2 separate regions of the Mus musculus genome follow, and region 2 is linked to region 1. A link is a contact called in public targeted proximity ligation data. All regions are on one chromosome and are shown on one strand. The core of a region is the stretch at or near the end of the contact, and the rest is flanking DNA. Distances in the headings are between cores, read along the strand shown.

Region 1 (4,428 bases), core at 895-3,394:
TTGATAGCTACAGTGACTGTAGCTATCAAATCCTAAGGTATTTTTTAGTCCCCTTGCCTGGCTCCTGACCAATAGCCAAACCCGCAAAAGTGCATTGTTTGGATAACATAGTCTCTGTGCTGTGATTCAGCTAAGAGTTTAAGAACTCTAAGAAAGCAGTTTGTGTTCAGGTATGCGTGACCAGCATCTCCCAGGAGAAGCCATCTTTTAAACCAACTCTAGAGAAGGCAGGCCTCTTACTGAAGACGGAGCAGGGACTAATGGCCCCTCAGTAGGCATTGGCGTTGGCTGTGGACATTTTGGGAAGGAGCTCTTCCAGAGCCTTCAGTTTCAGCGTTTGTAGCCGACAGATGAAAGTTTGTATGAGTCCATGTGTTCACTTACAAACACCCTGAGGTGTCCCTGGATGCCTTCCGTGGCCCCTTCTCAGGTTACAAACTTCCTGGACCTGTAGCAGCCTCAAGGAAGCCAGACACAGCAAACTGGAAGGGTGCTATACCCTGCCAGCCCCACCCTGGTACAAGACTTGAGGACTGGCACATATGTCTGTCACCCACTCCGTGGTCAACCAGGGCAACTTAGTGAGACTCTTGACTCCAAAAACATAAAATTTTTAAAATGAAGGAAAGGTTGAACTTATAGCTCAGTGGCAGGGCGCTTCCCGGATGTGTGTGGGTCATGGGTTCACCCTCAGCATTGCCAGACAAATGCTCATCTAGAGATTGACTGGCCTCTGGATTGCCAGTTGGAGGCCTTAAAGAGGGGAAAGTCTATACTGTGGACTCATGTCTCAGCTATGGCCAGTGAGACTCTCTCAGCATCAGTGACTTCGTCTCCAAAGCTGGGCAAAGTCCTGGAATTTGCCAGCAATCCTTGGGCCTCAGCCGCTCCTCTAGAGAGAGGAGAGGGTGATGTGTTGCAAAGCCTCTCCTTAGGACACTGCATCTCTGCTGGCTGAGCCTCTTGGTAATGGTTTCTGCTGATGCTGAGGTACAGTTGGGTCTGGTAGATCCGAAGCCCCTATGGGAGCTCTGTCCCTCAGTCACTCCTGGAAGTGAGGGCTGGGCCACTAAGGTTATGGGCCAATGAGCACTCTTCCCTTGAGTGCTTGAGATGTTGCCAAAGGTCCCTTTGTAACTCCCCTCCCCCAAGGAAGCCTCTCAGACCAGAGGTGCACTGCATCTATAGATCCAGATCCTGGAGGGGGTGGCTGCTAAGATGGTGACGATAAAACTGTTGCAGACACATAAAGCTTTGCTTTCTGTTTTTTGTGTGGGCACTGTCCTGGTGGGGGGAAATCAGATGTCCTTGAATGGGTTTATTAGAGGGGTTCATTGTCTTGCCACACCCTTGGCGCCTGAGCGGGAAGAGAGGCTGACAGTGGTAAGAGAGGAAGTCTCAGACTCAGTCTGGGCTGGGTTTGAGTCTTTCTGGGGCTAATAGCTATGACTGCCACTGAGGGTTGTTACACGAGCAAGTTAGAGAACAGAAGAACGAGGAGCCCTTGAACATGAACAGGTGACATATTTGCAAACTCAATGAAGACTGTGAAGAATGTGGGAGCAGAGGGGTGGCTTTGGCTTCTGTTCTATATGAGTTTAGTACAAAAACCATTTCTCAGCTGGCCGTGGTAGTCCAGGCTTGCCATCCCAGCACTTTGAAGGCAGAGACAGGAAGGTCATGAGTTAGAGTTAGCCTGGGCTTCATAGTGAGAGCCTGTCTGTTGTCCTCCCCTGTTTCTCTCTGCTTTTGGGACAGTAGCTTATGTGTCTCACTCTGCTCCTTTGAAGCCTCACTTCTAATTACTTTTAATTAGTTCATGTTGCTTAATTAAAAAGTGATGAACTTGGGGACCTGCCTGGTCAGATGTGTTACTCAGAGCTCTGGCGGGGCCTGAGTGCCTACAGCCTGGAGAAGGACACCCGAGGGTGATGTCAGCGAGCTTCAAATTAAGAAGGGGGCAGGGAGGTGTTGGAGCTGGGGGATGATGACAATGGGTTCTTGTTTTAATTTGGAGCAGGAGTGAAAAAAGGCAGTGACACTCATCTGTGACGTTTGAAAAACCTTTGTGGGACACAGATGTTCAGGTAGAAGAAGGGTAGCCTATTTATAGAAAGACATGTCAAAGGAAGAAACAAGCCTGCTTCTTAAACAAAGAGAGACAATTAACCTAAGACCTTCCCTGGCTGCACACACAGTAGGGTAGATGCCTTGGAGGTCACGTGGGCCAGATGGTCCTGGGCAGCCCCACATGGAGGCTAGTCTAGTTCTCTATCCCACCCCTTCCTTGTGGGTGATGAGGGTGCCTCAGGGCTGTGCGAGGGCATTTTTCTGAGCTGGCTACTGGCTCATGCTCAACTTTCACTGAGTTTGGTCATCAGCGGGTTTCTCTGCTCTGACTACCTGAATTAGCATCTTTGTGTCTCCATTGGTCCTTGTAGAGCAGTGTTCTCCAAGCGCACTTAGGAAGGTGGTGGGCAGCAGGCCTTTCACCTGCAGATTTGGGTAATTGAGATGCAGCCACTGTGGAGCAGGGTATCAGCCTGCCTCTCCTTCACAGGGGACTCTGCTGTAATGGGGCGAAATCTCCTAAATCCAGACTGTGCACTTAGTGTCTCATATGTATCTTTTTCCTTCCTTCATTAATTAATTTATTTACTTTACCTTCTGATCCAAGCTTCCCTCCCCTTCTCTCCTCTCACTCCCACCCCCACCCCTCCCAAAAAAAGCAAACAGGACTGGTAAACTGTAGCTTCACAGTGGAGACAGCTGTCGGAAGCCACTTCAGGCAGACATACAAGGTCAGCATCTGTCATGGTGACTGGCAGTGTGTGCCATTGGCACAGGTTGAAGATGCCAGTCATCCCTAGGTTTTGGACCCAGACTCTTGGTGAAGGGATTGGAAAAACAGATCAGGCTGATTGCTATTGGCCTTGAAGTCTCCATCCCCCTCCTCAGCTCTCTAGTGCTGGGATTACAGGCTTGTCCTGCCACGCCTGACTGCTATTCTCTTAATTGTGATAAATTCATGTTGCTTGCGCAAGTGGCTCATAACAGGAAAGTGAGCCCAGGGTGTAGGGAAATTTTCTGTGCCATCTATGAAAGTCTTAAAATAATTTAAAATAAAAGTTGTTTTTAAAGGGAAATATGGCCCGAGGCAGATGGCGAGAAAGCTGCGCTGGCGGCCAGAAGGGATCGGAGCCAGCTGGAGCCACGAGTCAGGGCAGACTCTCAAAGCTCAGTTTCCTTGGATGGTATGTGTGTGAGAGGAGGTTGGGGCTGCCCCCTTGGCCTCTGAGCTGATGGTTTTCTTGCTTCCTCTTCAGCTCTCCATCTAGCCCTGAGGCCGACACCCTAAACTTCTGGGACCCCAGGAATGTGGGATTCAGAGAGGCCAGTTCGGCTGGAGACAGTTCCACACCAAGGATGCTTTTCCCAAGGACACAGTCCCTATCTTCTAGGTGCCTGGACTCCACACGTGCCGAGTGCTCCTGAAATGAAGTTCTAGAACCTACAGCCACTGGACAGGTCTCTAGTGGAAAAGCAATGCCTGTGAGTTTGCTTGGGCTGGCCTTGAACTCACTATATAGTTAAGTATGATCATGAACCTCTCATCCTCCTGCCTCAGGCTCCTGAGTGTTGGGATAACTGGTGTGTTTCCTAAAAGCAAGACTATTTCTTTACAGACTCCGGCATACGTTCAGAGCATGAAACTTGACCCTGATTGCATCCTGTTACTTGACTTGTAAACCTCACTCTGTTTGTGCCTGCCCATCAATGCCTTCTTAGTAAAGGAAAACCCTAGCACCATGGCTGCCTCTCTCAGGCCCCTCTGAGAGGAGGCTGCCCCTGAGTCTTTGTATTTTGTCTTTCAAGAAACACATGTTGGATGCTTTGTAAAATGTCAAAGATCCCATTGAAAATAAATTTATTTTTATTTTATTTTCTACACAATGAGTTTAAGGAAAATCTAGTAAGGGAGCCAGAGGAGCAAGCAGTTCACAGATAAAATCTTGAAGACACATGGGGGGAAATGGGCCAAGGAAGTGCTTTGAATCAATGGCAAAGTCACTCAGGGTCTTCACAGGGTAGGGCCCAGAGCAAGTGTCACGTCTGTCATCCTCCCTAGGGAGCTCCCTACTGCCAGAGCCTTTGCAGCTCCCATTAACAGGGCAACCTGGCTGTGGTGGCTCTGCACTGGCTGTCCCCATCGTGTGTGTGTGTGTGTGTGTGTGTGTGTGTGTGTGTGTGTGTGTATGTGTGTGTGAATGTGTGTACAAGGCTGACCCTAAGCCCCGTGAGAGTTGGCTGAAGGGTCAATAGTCCTGCCCGGTACAGGTCTCCCTGTTGAATGTCTGTGTCTATAACTGGTCCCTCCTGCCGCTTCAAGCTACAGAGAGGTGAAAGGACTGAGGGCCGAGGCAGGAG
Region 2 (4,428 bases), core at 819-3,318, 320 kb after region 1:
TATCTTTCATCTCACCCTAGACATAGTAGGATTGCAGGTGTGGTCCTGTGTCTGACTTGCATTAGTTCTGGGAATTTTAGTTCAGGTCTTCATGATTGTGCAATGACCATTCTACCTACTTAGCCATCTCTCTAACTCTCTTGTCCGAAAAACAACTTGTAAAATCTAACATTTTGTAAGTGTATTAAGTGTGGTTACTATCAAAACTTCACTCCAAACTTGTCTAGAAGTTAGTAGCATAAAAAGTTTTTATTTTACAACACGTTTCACAGTACACGTGCTCGTCAGGATGTCATTATATACAGTGTCTGTAATGTGCTAAGCGTCAGAAGGTTACAACAGGGACTGGATAGATGACTCAGTGGTTAAAAGCATTGACTGCTCTTCCAGAGGATCCAGGATCAATTCTCAGTACCCACACAGCAGCTCACAACTGTCTGTAACTCCAGTGCCAGGGGATCTGGTGCCCTCTTCTGAGGACACTATATTCACATGATGCACAGATACATATGCAGACAAACCACCTCCATACACAAAAAAGAAACCTTAGAGTAATGATAATGGGGGAGAAAAGTTATATTCTGTTTGTTATGTAATGAATTTTAATAAATGCCATGATATCAACAGGTTTCAAGTTCAGGAATTTTCAGGCTTATTTGTGCCACTTCAGTATTTAAGTCCCAGTTTCCCTTGAAAAGCCACCAAACTCTTTTAAGGGACCCGAAGGACACTGTATGGACTATGAAGGAAGGTGTCTCATTGAGGAGGAGCTGAACCATGAGTTGTGGTCATGGGAAGAGGGAGTGATTTAACAGCAAATCAAAGCAAAGGACTTAAAGGGACACAGGAATTTCAAGTTGCGTAGCAGGAAGTTCTCTTCCTATTTTAAAGACTTTCTTCATTCATTTATTTCTTCTCCCATTTTCATGCTCGCATAAACAAGCATGTGTGTGTGTGTGTGTGTGTATACATACATGTACTTGTGCATGAATGTGTGCATGAGAAGGCCTGAGGTCCATCTTATTCACTGAGGCAGAGTCTCCCAGTCAAGCCCAGAATCCACTGATCTGGTTAGTCTTACTATCCAGCTTGTTTTGGGGATCCACTGCCTTCTGAGGATGCAATGGCAGGTGACCTTTATATGTGTTTCAGATATCTGGACTCTGCTCTCATGTTAGTTCAGCAAAGGGCTTTAACAAACCACCAAGTCATCTCCTTTGTGCCTTCCTTGTCAGTTTAAGTTTTAGTGAAATTAGTTTTAATTTTAAGCGTCTGCTATGAAAACCAGGAGGAAATCCCACTCTGTTCGATCCATGGGCGGCCATGGCTGGCCCAATGAAGCACTTCTTCTAAGGATGAAGAATCTAAATCCTATCGGGTGTGCCAGTGCACATCTTTAAACCCAGCACTGGGGAGGCTGAGGCAGGCAGATCTCTGAGTTCGAGGCCATCCTGGTCTGTAAGAGAATTTCAGGACAGCCATAGCTACACAGAGAAACCCTGTCTCAAAAAGCCAAACCAAACCAAACCAAACCAAACCAAACCAAACCAAACCAAACCAAACCAAACCAAACCAAACCAAACCATCTCTAAATCCTAACAGGCATCTATTATATTTACTCACTCCTTCCACTAAGAAGATATTTATAAAAAGTAGTAAGCTTATGTGAATATAAAAACACTGGAATGATGCCAGCTGCTTCCAGAGAAGGGACCAGGCTGGCTTTGCATAGAAAAGAAACGTAGGCTTTGCTCCTTAAGGTAGTATGGAGAGGAAGGGGGCTGGCAGAGGTGTTTAGGTTTACCAAAGGCTGCAGACTGTGGCTTGGAAATGACACTTAGACTCTATACACAACCATGCTTCAGGAAAAAGAAGCAACATGCTTGGTGAATTTTTTGAAAACCAGCCAAGGGGCCATATTTACTTCTATCTGCTACCATGGCTGTGCCACAACAAAACCAGCCTTCACACAGAAACAGAAACTGAATATGAGCTGGCACTGAGTCAGGAACTAGCAAAATCTCAAGAGGACTGTCAAGGTTTTGAGGTCAACTGTGTTAGTTACTGCTCTGGAAGTGCAACGCCAGATATTTAGCTCTGTGTACACATGCTTGCACAATACTTTGGGGTTACGAGCTTAGAACAAAGACTCGGAAGGAACATGATGTTAACAGTGACTGCTTAGGTGGTGGTAAAAAGGCAAGGAAACCAGACTCTGGTTCCCCACAATCATAGTTGGCAAACTTCTTCTCAGCAAAGTGGCCTCTGCTCTTTGGGGAAAAAAAACTTTAGCTGAAAGAGAGAGCAAAGTTTGTTTTAGACTTTCTCCGTGAAGTTCTGGCTGTTCTGGAACGTGGTCTGTAGAATAGAGTGGCCTTAAACCCACAGAGATCTGCCTACCACTGCCTCCTAAGTGTTGGGTTTACAGGCGTGTGAACGAAGTTTTTAGCTTGCTAGTGTTCTCCGTGTTTGCTCAGGTTAGTAAAGTACTTTGCTCAGGGTTGCACAGCTAACATGGGAACCTTCAGAACCAGAATCCATGTATGTGAGCTTCCAGAGTTGTGACTAACCATGATGGGCGAGCAGAAGTGGGCAGGGCACTGTGCCCCACTGGGGTGTTCTGATTGCTGCTGCTGCTTCTTCTTCTTCTTCTTCTTCTTCTTCTTCTTCTTCTTCTTCTTCTTCTTCTTCTTCTTCTTCTTCTTCTTCTTTTCTTCTTCTTCTTCTTCTTCTTCTTCTTCTTCTTCTTCTTCTTCTTCTTCTTCTTCTTCTTCTTCTTCTTCTTCTTCTTCTTCTTCTTCCTTCTTCCTTCTTCTTCTTCTTCTTCTTCTTCTTCTTCTTCTTCTTTTCTTCTTCTTCTTCTTCTTCTTCTTCTTCTTCTTCTTCTTCTTCTTCTTTCTTCTTCTTCTTCTTCTTCTTCTTCTTCTTCTTCTTCTTCCTTCTTCTTCTTCTTCTTCTTCTTCTTCTTCTTCTTCTTCTTCTTTTCTTCTTCTTCTTCTTTTCTTCTTCTTCTTCTTCTTCTTCTTCTTCTTCTTCTTCTTCTTCTTCTTCTTCTTCTTCTTCTTCTTCTTTTCTTCTTCTTCTTCTTCTTCTTCTTCTTCTTCTTCTTCTTCTTCTTTTTCTTCTTCTTCTCCTTCTCCTTCTTTCTACTTCTCCTTCTCCTCCTCCTCCTTCTTCTTCTCCTCCTCCTCCTCCTCTTCTTCTTCTTCTTCTTCTTCTTCTTCTTCTTCTTCTTCTTCTTCTTCTTCTTCTTCTTCTTCTTCTTCTTCTTCTTTTCTTCTTCTTCCTTCTTCTTCTTCTTCTTTTCTTCTTCTTCTCTTCTTCTTCTTCTTCCTTCTTCTTCTTCTTCTTCTTCTTCTTCTTTTTCTTCTTCTCCTTCTCCTTCTTTCTCCTTCTCCTTCTCCTCCTCCTCCTCCTCCTCCTCCTCCTCCTCCTTCTTCTTCTTCTTCTTCTTCTTTTTCTTCTTCTTCTCCTTCTCCTCCTCCTTCTTCTTTTCTTCTTCTTCTTCTTCTTCTTCTTCTTCTTCTTCTTCTTCTTCTTCTTCTTCTTCTTCTTCCTCTTCTTCTCCTTCTTCTTTTGTATTCTGATGATGTTCTATAGACCCACAGATGATAGTTCTCTTTCCATGGGTTATTTTTTCTCACCCTCTTTATTAACAGTCATATGTCATGTCCTCTCCCCTCCCCACTTTTCTTTGTCAACTTGACACCAGCTAGAATTATCTGGGGGAAAGAATCTCAAGTGAAAAATATGCTTTTGTCACATTTTCTGTAGGCAAGTCTCTGGATTAATGATTGATGTGGGTAGGACCAGATCACTTAAGGACAGGTAGTGCCACCCCTGAGCAGGTGGTCCTGGGTTGTATAAGGAAGTGGGCTGAGAAAATCACAAGAGACAAGCCAGTTAGCAGCATTCCTCCATGGTCTCTGCTTCAGTTCCTGCCTCTAGCTTCTTGTCTTGAGTTCTTCCACTGATAGAGTGTGTCCTAAAGAGTATAAGATGAAATAAACCCTTTCCTCTCCATGCTGCTTTTAGTCATGATGTTTCATCACAGCAATAGAAACCCGCCTAAGGCACTGACTAAATACCTTCAAACTTCCATAACTTTCTTTCTCAGCTTCAAGAGCTTTGTTTGGAGATTAATACCCCCCTTTAGATGCTTAGAAGCCACGTAGGGATTCATTCCATGGAAACTGTCACATCTGTCTCCTTATTTGCCCATTAAGCACTCCTTTTCCCACCCCCCAAAAAAGACACACTGAGGTGTGTTTTTAGAAAAATTCAGTGATTTTTTTTTTTCTGAGCATTTGGAAGAAGCTTTCTCACTCCCCCTTCCAAGTCTCAGAATCATCAATAGCTCTTCTTCTTTATGTCATAAAACATTTCTGTCTTTGGGGTTATGTCCAGCTTTCCCACATACCTGAAATA

What was found.
Region 2: a contact with region 1 is called in a targeted proximity ligation map of memory CD8 T cells, with 5 read pairs. A contact is called at or near these places in 1 of 130 datasets of targeted methods (memory CD8 T cells) and 1 of 9 other capture datasets (adipose tissue).

What each region holds. Positions count from the first base shown.
Region 1 is chr19:10,782,092-10,786,519 of GRCm38.p6, forward strand. It overlaps A430093F15Rik (RIKEN cDNA A430093F15 gene), which reads left to right. Exons shown (of 4, transcript NR_027805.1): 2 at 1-990; 3 at 3,142-3,254; 4 at 3,327-3,952. Among named protein-coding and RNA genes, the nearest start is that of A430093F15Rik, 43 kb to the left of the region's middle.
Region 2 is chr19:11,105,888-11,110,315 of GRCm38.p6, forward strand. Ms4a20 (membrane-spanning 4-domains, subfamily A, member 20) reads right to left here. Exons shown (of 7, transcript NM_027058.1): 4 at 4,421-4,428. Among named protein-coding and RNA genes, the nearest start is that of Ms4a20, 23 kb to the right of the region's middle.